Linked DNA regions of Mus musculus: region 1 is linked to region 2. A link is a contact called in public Hi-C data. All regions are on one chromosome and are shown on one strand. The core of a region is the stretch at or near the end of the contact, and the rest is flanking DNA. Distances in the headings are between cores, read along the strand shown.

Region 1 (5,526 bases), core at 1,127-3,626, 140 kb after region 2:
ATTACTTTAGTAATCTGTGTCTGATTGCTTCCTCAGAGGTGATAGGTTGGTTCTTGGTAAGCCCTTAATGTGCTGAATTTACACAGGTACATTGTGTGTTTTTATGTCTGACATTGGCAGACATAGAACGTCATACCTGAGGGGACAGCTCTGACACCAGTATTTGCCGCACACAATTTACACCATCATTGCTATTATTATCCTGTTCTGGTATTTTATGATCCCACTCAGTTCCTCCATTTCTTCCATAGGTTTCTGTCTGTAGAATACTTCTGACACCAACGAAGCTGTAGTTTATACTTCACTGATACACACCTAAACATGTACACACAGAAATGTGATAGGTTACTTTCTCATGACGAAACTACCCAAAGCCAGAATCGTGAAATTGAGATGATCTCTGTGCAATATTACACAATGAAACATTTGCCAGTGCTTGATTGGGCAAATTTAGGAAACACTAAGAGGCCCACAATGGCATCCTTCAATCAGGGCTCACACAAATACTATCCAGGAAAAGCTGCAGGCAGGAGAGGCAGGAAGAGTTTTCAGTGTCTGTCTTGGGTGGAGAGTGCTCGGTGTTCCTAGGGATCTGGCTTCACAGAGCATGCATGGGTTTGAGCCAGGTCCTCTGCATGTATGCTATGGTTGTTTAGCTTAAGGTGTTAGGGGGGCTCCTACCAGGGAGAGTGGAGTTGTCTCTGACTCTTTTGCCTGCTCTTAGAACCTTTTTCATCCTACTGGTTTGTCTAGTCGAGTCTCAATATGAAAGTTTGTGTCTAGCCTTGCTGTAACTCATTACACCATTTTAGGTTGACACCCCTGGGAAGCCAACTCTTCTCTGAAGGGAAACGAAAGAGGAGGAGTGAATCTGAGGAAGAGAGGAGTGAGAAGAACAGGAGGAGTGGAGGTACAGAAAAACCACATTCAGAGTGTAACGTATGATAGAAGGATTGAAGAAATAAAACGTTCCCTCAGAGAGGAGAAGCATGAATCAGGTGGTGCTGATCATCTGATGTGGCATAAACCGCTGTTATCAGACAACTGATATATAACTTGGCCTCCCAAGAGGTATTTCATCCAGCATCTGCCATGGTTTCACACTTCTTTTTCACTATATCAAATGGGGCTTATTTTGTCATTGTTGTTGTTCAAACCTTTCATCTAACGGTTCAGTAGTTGAAAACACAAGAGATCAACAGGAGAAAACCAAGCTCTCATTAATGTGTGCATGAGAGTCATACAAACCATGACATTCAAAGGGGGATACGGTTGAAGCTTAAATGCCTCTTCACAGGAGGAAGGGAATGTAGTGCAGTAGGGGCTGTAAGGCACTCTTAGAGGGGAATGAAAATGGGTTTTTAAAGGCAATAAGCTCAAGGAACGAGGTGCTGGGACAAAATTCCTCAGACTCTCTGTGTGTCGTTCAGTATTCTGTCTCTGTGTGATCTGAGCTTAATCCTCCCTGGTTAATGCAAGTTCAGTAAAAAGAGTCAAGGCAGCTGTGTTTTTCTTTGGAGAGTCTGTCTTTAAGTCGATCAAGTAACTGGAGAAATCTCTTCCCTGTGTCTTCTACTTTCAATTTCAAGTCCAAAGCAGGCCATTTGGGGGTTTTTTACTCTCTACACCAGTGTATTGCTTCAAAGCTGTATCTTTTGAGTTAGTTTAATTCTAATGTCCAAAAGCTTTCAACATTGTGTGGGGATGTGCTGTCCAGTTTCTGATTAGAAGACCTGACAACTTGGCCAGATGGTCTTAGACGTTATGGTACACTATTGACCACTGAGGATGAGACTGGAGGGCATCTGCTTTCTAGAGGGTGAGTAAATCTCTCTGCAAAGCTAAATGCACAGTTAGTTCTGGATGTAGCTGTCCAAGAAATTATCAATTTGGAGACCATTGCTCCACATAAATGTAAGAAGGTGTTCCCCAGCAGTCATGATGGTCCCATGGAGTGACTGTTGTTGTTGTCTGAGTCAGAAGACGGGAAGGCCTCACAAATGCCCACTGCTGAGAGGTTCCATTACTCTGTACTACAGAAATGTAAGATTTGAAAGGAGAGCCTAGTAATTGTTCTTTGTGGCTGGAACAGCAAGCCAGGAAGAATGATCGCAGCCATTAGAAAGCAGGGAAAGATAACGAGGAGCAGTTCTTCGAGGCAGGAGCCACCCTTAGCAGCTCCCACATAACTTCTTCATCTTGCTTCTTCTTGAGTCCTGGCTTTTGGTTCTCCATGATTCTGTGAAATCCCTGTAGTATTTTTGTTCATCTTGTTCATCCTTGACTATTACAAGCTGGGAACTCTGAACTTTTACTCACACACTTGAGCTTTTGGCTCATTGGCTCAATCAGTCACCATTTCTATGTTAACTTCATTCCAAATTCATGAGAGCTAAGACAAGTCACTCACAGTACTTAGTCACTCAACGGAATGGTGACCTCACTGAGCGAGAATCTTTAAGAATGAAATGAGGTAATATAAATGGAACTCGAATGACAGATCCCAACACATCCAGAACACACCAAGTGCACTTAAGCATATTATAAATATTTATTTACATCAACATCATTAATTGCAATCTTTATATGAGCAAAATCATATTTAGAGCACTCTGTTTTAGATGGGCTCATATCTCTGAAATGGAATTTTAATCAGCATTTCCAAACATTATAGAGACATACTCATTTATTAATCATAGCCCTCATTTTCTTCAAAAAACAACTTAGTGAACATTTCATATGTTCATGCTTATTTTTGTGTGTAAAAAGACTTAGCTACTATCTTGAACCAATCTAATTTATGCTGCTCAATTTGGGATTTTAATTAATAAGATGCTTTCTCTTGATTTACATTTTCTTTCATTAATCATCCTTTGGCTTTAAAGAAAAAAATAACTGATATTCTTTGAAGATAGCTCTGTACTGTAGCTAGCTTGACTACATTTATGTAAGAAGAAAGGAGGGCACAGAGGTGAGCACAATTTAGGTTTTATAATTACACAGGTGATTGAATTATTAAGAAGATGGACAGAATCCTACTGGGATAGTTACACTCGCCTTCATCTTTATCTTTCTCTAAAAAGATGGTTCTTTGATGCTCTTGAACATTTGTTCCAACTGGCCCACTGAGCAGTTTGAAGCTTATTCAAAGGTCACAGTTTTTGGGCAAGACTTCATTCATCCGACCCAGATGGGCTAAAATACAAAGGAATGTAAATACTTCCAAGTTAGAGTTGTGAGAGCCAAGATTTCCAGCCTGCTTCTCTTAGGCATTGTTTTAGTCTTGGAGAGTTCTGTTTGGAAATGAGAGTGATCCTCCAGAGGGCCTGGAGAGGAAGCAGAGTTGCTGCCCTCTACAACACAACAGAAACTTGGCCCTGGCATCAATGGAAAACTTTCTAAAGTGTTCTCTTAGATGCCGTTGAGGAAAAATTGCTGAACTCAACACTTCCCTCCTGGCTTCAATAAGAGCTAAGAAGGTTAAGCTATTTAACCAAAGCTCGGTTTTAGAATATTACGTCAGCTACTTTCATCCTTCATGAGCTACCGTATTAGCTCTTGCTTGGACATATTCTACTGCGAAAGCTTCCAAAAGGAACTCTTGTGTGTTCTATCCAATTATGTCTTCATTTTCCCTTTGTTGATTTCAGCTTTAGCAGATAAAAAGAAAAATCTTCCAGTAGTCAAAATTTTATAACGCATTCTCTCTACTTTGGGAAGTGAAATAAGAAGTGATGAAACTAACATCCATGCAAGTTTTAAAAATCAGTATTATTACTCAAGTTTAATAATCTTATATGATACTAAATTTTAACTTAAAAAATGTGTAATAAAAATATAGCATTTTTTCCATGCAAATATCTGAAATCACATTTATATGTTATTTGGGACAATCTGAGCTTCTGTTGGACACTGAGTATATAGTTTTCACTCATGAATTCCTCACTGGGGTAAATCAACAAAAATGTTCCCCATAAAATTCTGAGAGTAGTCCACATAGGTAGTATCAACTATCTTCATTGCGATTATTTCTGTCTGAAAAACCAGTGAGCCATGATTCTAAAGCACATTATCAGCATGTATAGAACATATTGTTTACTGATATCATGGCTATTGTTGCTTCAAAAACAAATTTACTCAACTTAAATTTTTTTATTTTACTTTGGAACAGTGTAAATGTGATACATGTTCAGAACAAGTCATCCTTTGACCTTTCAATGTTGCTCCTTTACCAGGCTAATACCATCTCATAGGGTGTTGGTGGGAGTAGCCAGAAGCTTCTGGTCACCAAATGATCAGGATGTAGATGTTCATTGCTCACCAGAGATCTCAGTTGTTACCCACACTCTTTGATAATATATATATATATATATATATATATATTTCTGATGGTTAATCTTTTTTTATTAGATATTTTCTTCATTTACATTTCAAATGCTATCCCAAATGTCCCCTATACCCTCCCTCCGCCCTGCTCCCCAACCCACCCACTCCAGCTTCCTGGCATTCCCCTGTACTGGGACATATAATTTTCACAAGACCAAGGGCTTCTAATCTCATTGATGGCTGACTAGTCCATCCTCTGCTACATATGCAACTAGAGACACAAACTCTGAGGGGTACTGGTTAGTTCATAATGTTGTTCCTCCTATAGGGTTGCAGAGCCCTTTAGCTCTTTGGGTACTTTCTCTAGATCCTTCATTGGGGGCCTTGTGTTCCATCCAATAGATGACTGTGAGCAACCACTTCTGCATTTGCCAGGCACTGGCATAGCCTCACAAGAGATAGCTATATCAGGGTTCTGTCAGCAAAATTTTGCTGACATATGCAATAGTGTCTGGGTTTGGTGGTTGTGTATGGAATGGATCCCAGCTAGGGTAGTCTCTGGATGGTCCTTCCTTCCATCTCAGCTCCAAACTTTGTTTCTGTAACGCCTTCCATGGGTATTTTGTTCCTCATTCTAAGAAGGAATGAAGTAGCCACACATTGGTCCTCCTTTTTTCTTGATTTCATGTGTTTTGCAAATTGTATCTGATAAATCCATTTGTTTCATAACTTCTGTTAGTTTCAATGTGTCTCTGTTTAGTTTCTGATTCCAGGATCTGTCCATTGATGAGAGTGGGGTTTGAGCCTCCTACTATTATTGTGTGAGGTGCAATGTGTGCTTTGAGCTTTACTAAAGTTTCTTTAATGAATGTGGCTGCCCTTGCATTTGGACCATAGATATTCAGAATTGAGAGTTCTTCTTGGAGGATTTTACCTTTGATGAGTATGAAGTGTCCCTCCTTGTCTTTTTTGATGACTTTGGGTTAGAAGTAGATTTTATTCAATATTAGAATGTCTATTCCAGCTTGTTTCTTTGGACCATTTGCTTGGAAAATTGTTTTCCAGTCTTTTACTCTGAGGTAGTGTCTGTGTTTGTCCCTGAGGTATGTTTCCTGTAAGCAGCAGAATGTTGGGTCCTGTTCATGTAGCCAGTCTGTTAGTCTATGTTTTTTTATTGGTAAATTGAGTTCATTGATATTA
Region 2 (5,341 bases), core at 763-3,262:
TCATTTGTAAGGTACACTGTCTTCTAGAAGCAAATCACGGTAAATTCTGAACCATCTTTGTCATGACATATAGTTTGACATAGTGCTGAAGTCACCGAACACAACTAATTGTGAGAGGAGCCATAAAATGAGACCACTGCGTGCCCTAGCAGATAGTCACTGTATCATCTGGGAGATTCAGAGCTTTGACTTACTTGTAGACATAAGACATTCTTTTTCTGTTTCTCTTTTTTTTTTCTACATCCATTTATCAAAATATTTTTTTAAACAACCAGAGAGAAGCATGTATAGTTAGGAATAAATTATCGGACTCAGGCAAAAATATGACACTAAGCTGAAGGTATTTCCAGCACCCCAAAATAGGATACAAAAGTCTTGGGAGCTGGAACATAAAATCGGGGAGGAGATATATTAAGAGGCCTAAGACATCAGGTCTTTTAGTTTAATAATATCTCTCGTATGTGGTCTTATGGAGTATTCAGCTTAGATGAAAACTTTTTCGGTGGCTTAGCTGGATTTATGAACCAATGGTCACTCAGGAACAAGAGGGTAAAATCCTTATGTTGTGTGTCTTGGTATCATTTCGAAGCCTCTCAGTTTCCTTCTCTGACATTAACAGAGAATAATCCTTCAAATTACTCATGTGAACTAATGAGACCAGTAATGAAACGGCTAGCTCCGTCATTGCTATGAGTGATGCCCTTTTAGAACACTCATTAAAAAACCTTTCTTGTCCTTCATTATGTGGAACATGCAATCCTGAAGTGTTGTAATTTACAGCAGGGCTAGGTTTCTGCTCTAAAATCCTCTCTGCTTTAACATACAAAATGCTACTTTTTCCATACTTGCATTACTCAAAGAGCAAAAAACAAAGATGAGAAATGAAACAAATTTTGAAGATAATTCTACTCATCTCCTCTAACTTGCCAATCTTTCTCCTAGAAGATGTTAAGAAGCAATACACGTGCCTCACTGAAGGAATAAACACACTCATCTGCAATTATTAGAAGCTACTTTGAAGAAAAAGGCCCACAAAGATAGATGGGCTTTTCCCAAAAGTCAGAATTATGTTTGTTTTAAAAGCAGTTATTGACTTTTCATGAGCAGTATCTCAGGCAGGCCCATCTTTTGTGATGAAATCCTGATGGTGTGAAAAGTTGAGTTCATCTGCATAGAACAGATTACATTGTGATCTGTGAAGACATCCCTCATTCGTACTTCCATACTCTCTGAACTGCTTCCTATGTCAATGATTTGAGTTGCTTACGTAAACACAATGGAAATTTTGCATTTAAATGGAAATAGAAGAATATACAGATGAAAACCTTTTCTCAAAGTACCAAGAATGGGGCCAGTGAGATGTCCCAGTGGATAAAGGTGCTTGATGCTAGGTCTGAGGACAGAAGCTCAACCCTGTAACCCACAGAATAGAACAAGAGAATGAACTCCCACGAGGTTTTCTCTGACTGACACATATGCTGTGGGACATGCCTTACTCTATCACATAAATAAACCAGTCAATAAATCAATCAATAAATATTACAAATTTAAAAAGAAATAGTATACACAAATTTTTGAATCAATAGAGTGTTCAATTTATATCGATCCAGAAATGAAAACTGTTAATTAAAAAAAAAGATGTTTATTATTTATTTATGTACACGTGTATCTCTCTGAATGTGTGAAGTGTGCATATATGAGGACTTAGAAGCCAGAGGAGAATGTATGCTCACCTGGAGCGGGAGTTACAGAATGTTTTATCAACTGAACTGTGTGCTAAACTCCACTCCTCTATAGAAGTAACAACTGTAGTCAGCTGCTGAGCCATCTCTCCAGTCGCAACTGTGTTCATTTTAACTGTTACAGGGAGACATGGATTTAGTGTGTGTGAAGCAGAATGTAACCAAGGTCCAAAATACATTTCAACTTTACACCACATATACCACAGACAAAGATGAAACTGAAGATGTTCGTGCCAAAGGAGAAGGAAAGGGGCTGGCAAGCGTGGCCTGACTAACAGATGACTAAGGAGAGGAGAATGTTTCTGATAGTTATAGGCTTCCCCAGGAGTAAGACACACAGGCCTGTTTGGTTGATCAGCCAAGCCTTGGGCTTTGCTGTCACTTAGGCTTCTTTTTCCTGTGAACGCTGGGTCTACACAAGTGAAAGAAACTGCAGTGGGGGCGGGGGGGGGGGGCGAGAAGGAGGGAGCCCGCCCCAGAGGTGGCTGAGTGTGGAATGACAGGAAAAGCCTCAACAATGGCTTAGCGCTTTAGTTCAGCATATCTAAGGAATCTTATTAGCAGTTGGGATGATAGATAGCAATAATATAGGGGTAATAACTTTATGCATCTAAGTACTTTAGAGACTGCATATAGTTTAAAGTAAATGCACCTCGGCAACAACCCTCTCTGTGTTATTTTTTTATTTTAGTCATTGAAGACCATCTTTTGGTCAAACACAATATATTTCCATCGGGGAGAAAAAGACAACCTTAAAATGCCGACATAACTCGAACAATTTGCCCTTTGAAACAAAGGTATGATTTCAAATCAACAGGGCTCTATTGAAATAAAAGTCTCACAGACAAGCTGAGATCTTAATAGACTTCATTATGTTGTTCAACCAAAATTAAAATCTGCACATTTAAAACAAACAAACAAACAAACAAACAAACAAAAAAACCCTCTTAACATGATTGTCTTCCTGTCTCACCTTGCTCCTTAGAACTCCTTGCTTCTGGGGAAGAAGCCGATTGCATTCCTGACTGAGCTGAGTCTCAGACAAGGTGAAGAGAATCATAACATTGGTTTTAGGGTAAAGCTCAACCAAAATGTTTAACGGTGATAAATGCAAAATAAATCCAGATTGTCTACCTTAGCAAAGAGAAGAGAAGCACGGTACTGGCCTTCCACATGTTTGGTATAAATAGACAGACATAGACAAAGGTCGAGGGAAAGGTTTTATATATATATATATATATATATATATATGCCAGCTATTTTTCTAGTGTTACTTGTGAGTGTTCTCATCAAGAGAATAATATTATAGTTTTTATTGTTTTTTGATAAGGGCTTCATAGCTGCTCATGGGTGGTCCTGTTCAATTTTGCCAATGGGTTTTTGCTTGGGAATTATTAGTGGCTGGGTACTTGACATAGTCATTGAGATGCATTTGTGTTTGGGTTGTCTCTATGTCCACACTGCTAGAAACCAACAGCGTCCTTTTCCCTCTCTCTTCCTCCTCTTTCTTCTAGTACGTCTCTGCATGAAGTCTGAAGTCCATTCTCACTGTTTTTCTGTGGCACATTATATTCCGCTCTGCACTGGCTCTTTGACACATTTGATTGCAAAGTTCAGTGTACCCTTTATTATGTGGTTCACAGAACTCTGTGGCAAACAGAAGCAGGTCCAGGAAAACATGATTTTTGGAGGGTGCTTAGGATGCACACAGGAACACACATGTACACACTCAACCACAGCACAGGGTCTTAAGTGATAGAAGGCAAGTGCTCCAGGTATAGGAAAAACAGTCTACAGTAAAGGGATCACAAAGAGCTTCAGAAAGAAGCTAACATCTGATTTGAACCACGAAGGATGCCAACATGCCAAAGAACAGCAAAGAGAAAAAATATTTAGGTGAAAATAAGCTTTAAACATGGCAAAATTGGGAGCACGTAAGGACTTGAATTTTGAATTTTGAATCTCTGTCAGCCACATAAAATCCAAAACCTGAGCATTCACACACACACACACACACACACACACACACACACACACACACACACACACACACAATCTTAGTGCTGGGGAGACAGACAGAGTAGAGTAGGAATTCCTAGCCAGCTAGTCTAGATGAATGGCTGAGTTCCAGGTTCAGTGAGACCCTGTCTCAAAAAATCCAATGAGAACTATTAAGGGATAGTTTCACACCTGAAAAAATGTTCAACATCCTTAATCATCAGGGAAATGCAAATCAAAACAACCTTGAGATTCCATCTCACACCAGTCAGAATGGCTAAGATCAAAAATTCAGGTGACAGCAGATGCTGGCGAGGATGTGGAGAAAGAGGAACACTCCTCCATTGTTGGTCGGATTGCAAGCTTGTACAACCACTCTGGAAATCAGTCTGGCAGTTCCTCAGAAAATTGGACATAGTACTACTGGAGGATCCCGCAATACCTCTTCTGGGCATATATCCAGAAGATGTTCCAACTGGTAAGAAGGACACATGCTCCACTATGTTCATAGCAGCCTTATATATGATAGCCAGAAGCTGGAAAGAACCCAGATGCCCCTCAACAGAGGAATGGATACAAAAAATGTGGTACATTTACACAATGGAGTACTACTCAGCTATTAAAAAGAATGAATTTATGAAATTTCTAGGCAAATGGTTGAACCTGGAGGGCATCATCCTGAGTGAGGTAACACAATCACAAAGGAACTCATACAATATGTACTCACTGATAAGTGGATATTAGCCCAAATCCTAGGATACCCAAGATATAAGATACAATTTGCTAAACACATGACACTCAAGAAGAACAAAGGCCAAAGTGTGGACACTGTGCCCCTTCTTAGAATTGGGAACAAAACACCCATGGAAGGAATTACAGAGACAAAGTTTGGAGCTGTGACTAAAGGATGGACCATCTAGAGACTGCCCTATCTAGGGATCCATCCCATAATCAGCTTCCAAACGCTGACACCATTGCATACACTAGCAAGATTTTGCTGAAAGGACCCAGATATAGCTGTCTCTTGTGAGACTATGCCAGGGCCTAGCAAACATAGAAATGAATGCTCACAGTCAGCTATTGGATGGATCACAGGGCCCCCAATGGAGGAGCTAGAAAAAGTACCCAAGGAGCTAAAGGGAATTGCAACCCTATAGGTGGAACAACAATATGAACTAACCAGTACCCCGGAGCTCTTGACTCTAGCTGCATATGTATCAAAAGATGGCCTAGTCGGCCATCATTGGAAAGAGAGGCCCATTGGACTTGCAAACTTTATATGCCCCAGTACAGGGGAACGCCAGGGCCAAAAAATGGGGGTGGGTGGGAGGGTATGGGGGACTTTTGGGATAGCATTGGAAATGTAAATGAGGAAAATACCTAATTCAAAAAAAAAAAAAAAGGGATAGCTTCAATTTCATCTCTGGCCACCACACACACTTAAAACCTCCCCCCTCCAACAACTGAAAAAAACGTAAAAGCTGTATGGCCATCCATGTTCAGCAGTACAACAAATAGAAATGGTGTGTTTGAGTGAGTGTGTGTGTGTGTGTGTGTGTGTGTGTGTCTGTGAGTTATAGGTAACAGTGAGACTTTTTTTT

The links. A called contact is a pair of places that touch in the nucleus more often than the background predicts.
Region 1: a Hi-C map of embryonic fibroblasts shows a contact between it and region 2, with 2.1 times the contacts expected there. The contact joins two enhancer-like sites. A contact is called at or near these places in 1 of 15 datasets of contacts at CTCF or cohesin (the NIH/3T3 cell line) and 2 of 484 Hi-C or Micro-C datasets (embryonic fibroblasts and nephron progenitors).

Annotation. Positions count from the first base shown.
Region 1 is chr10:96,945,770-96,951,295 of GRCm38.p6, forward strand. Gm33981 (a long non-coding RNA gene) reads right to left here. Exons shown (of 3, transcript XR_380715.2): 3 at 1-315. Among named protein-coding and RNA genes, the nearest start is that of Gm33981, 10 kb to the right of the region's middle. Within about 2 kb of position 2,377, at least 17 of the 459 cell types and tissues checked have an H3K27ac peak or open chromatin away from gene starts, as enhancers often do. A contact at or near this core is called in embryonic fibroblasts, where this site is marked.
Region 2 is chr10:96,804,764-96,810,104 of GRCm38.p6, forward strand. No RefSeq gene overlaps it. Among named protein-coding and RNA genes, the nearest start is that of Gm33897, 92 kb to the left of the region's middle. Within about 2 kb of position 2,013, at least 40 of the 459 cell types and tissues checked have an H3K27ac peak or open chromatin away from gene starts, as enhancers often do. A contact at or near this core is called in embryonic fibroblasts, where this site is marked.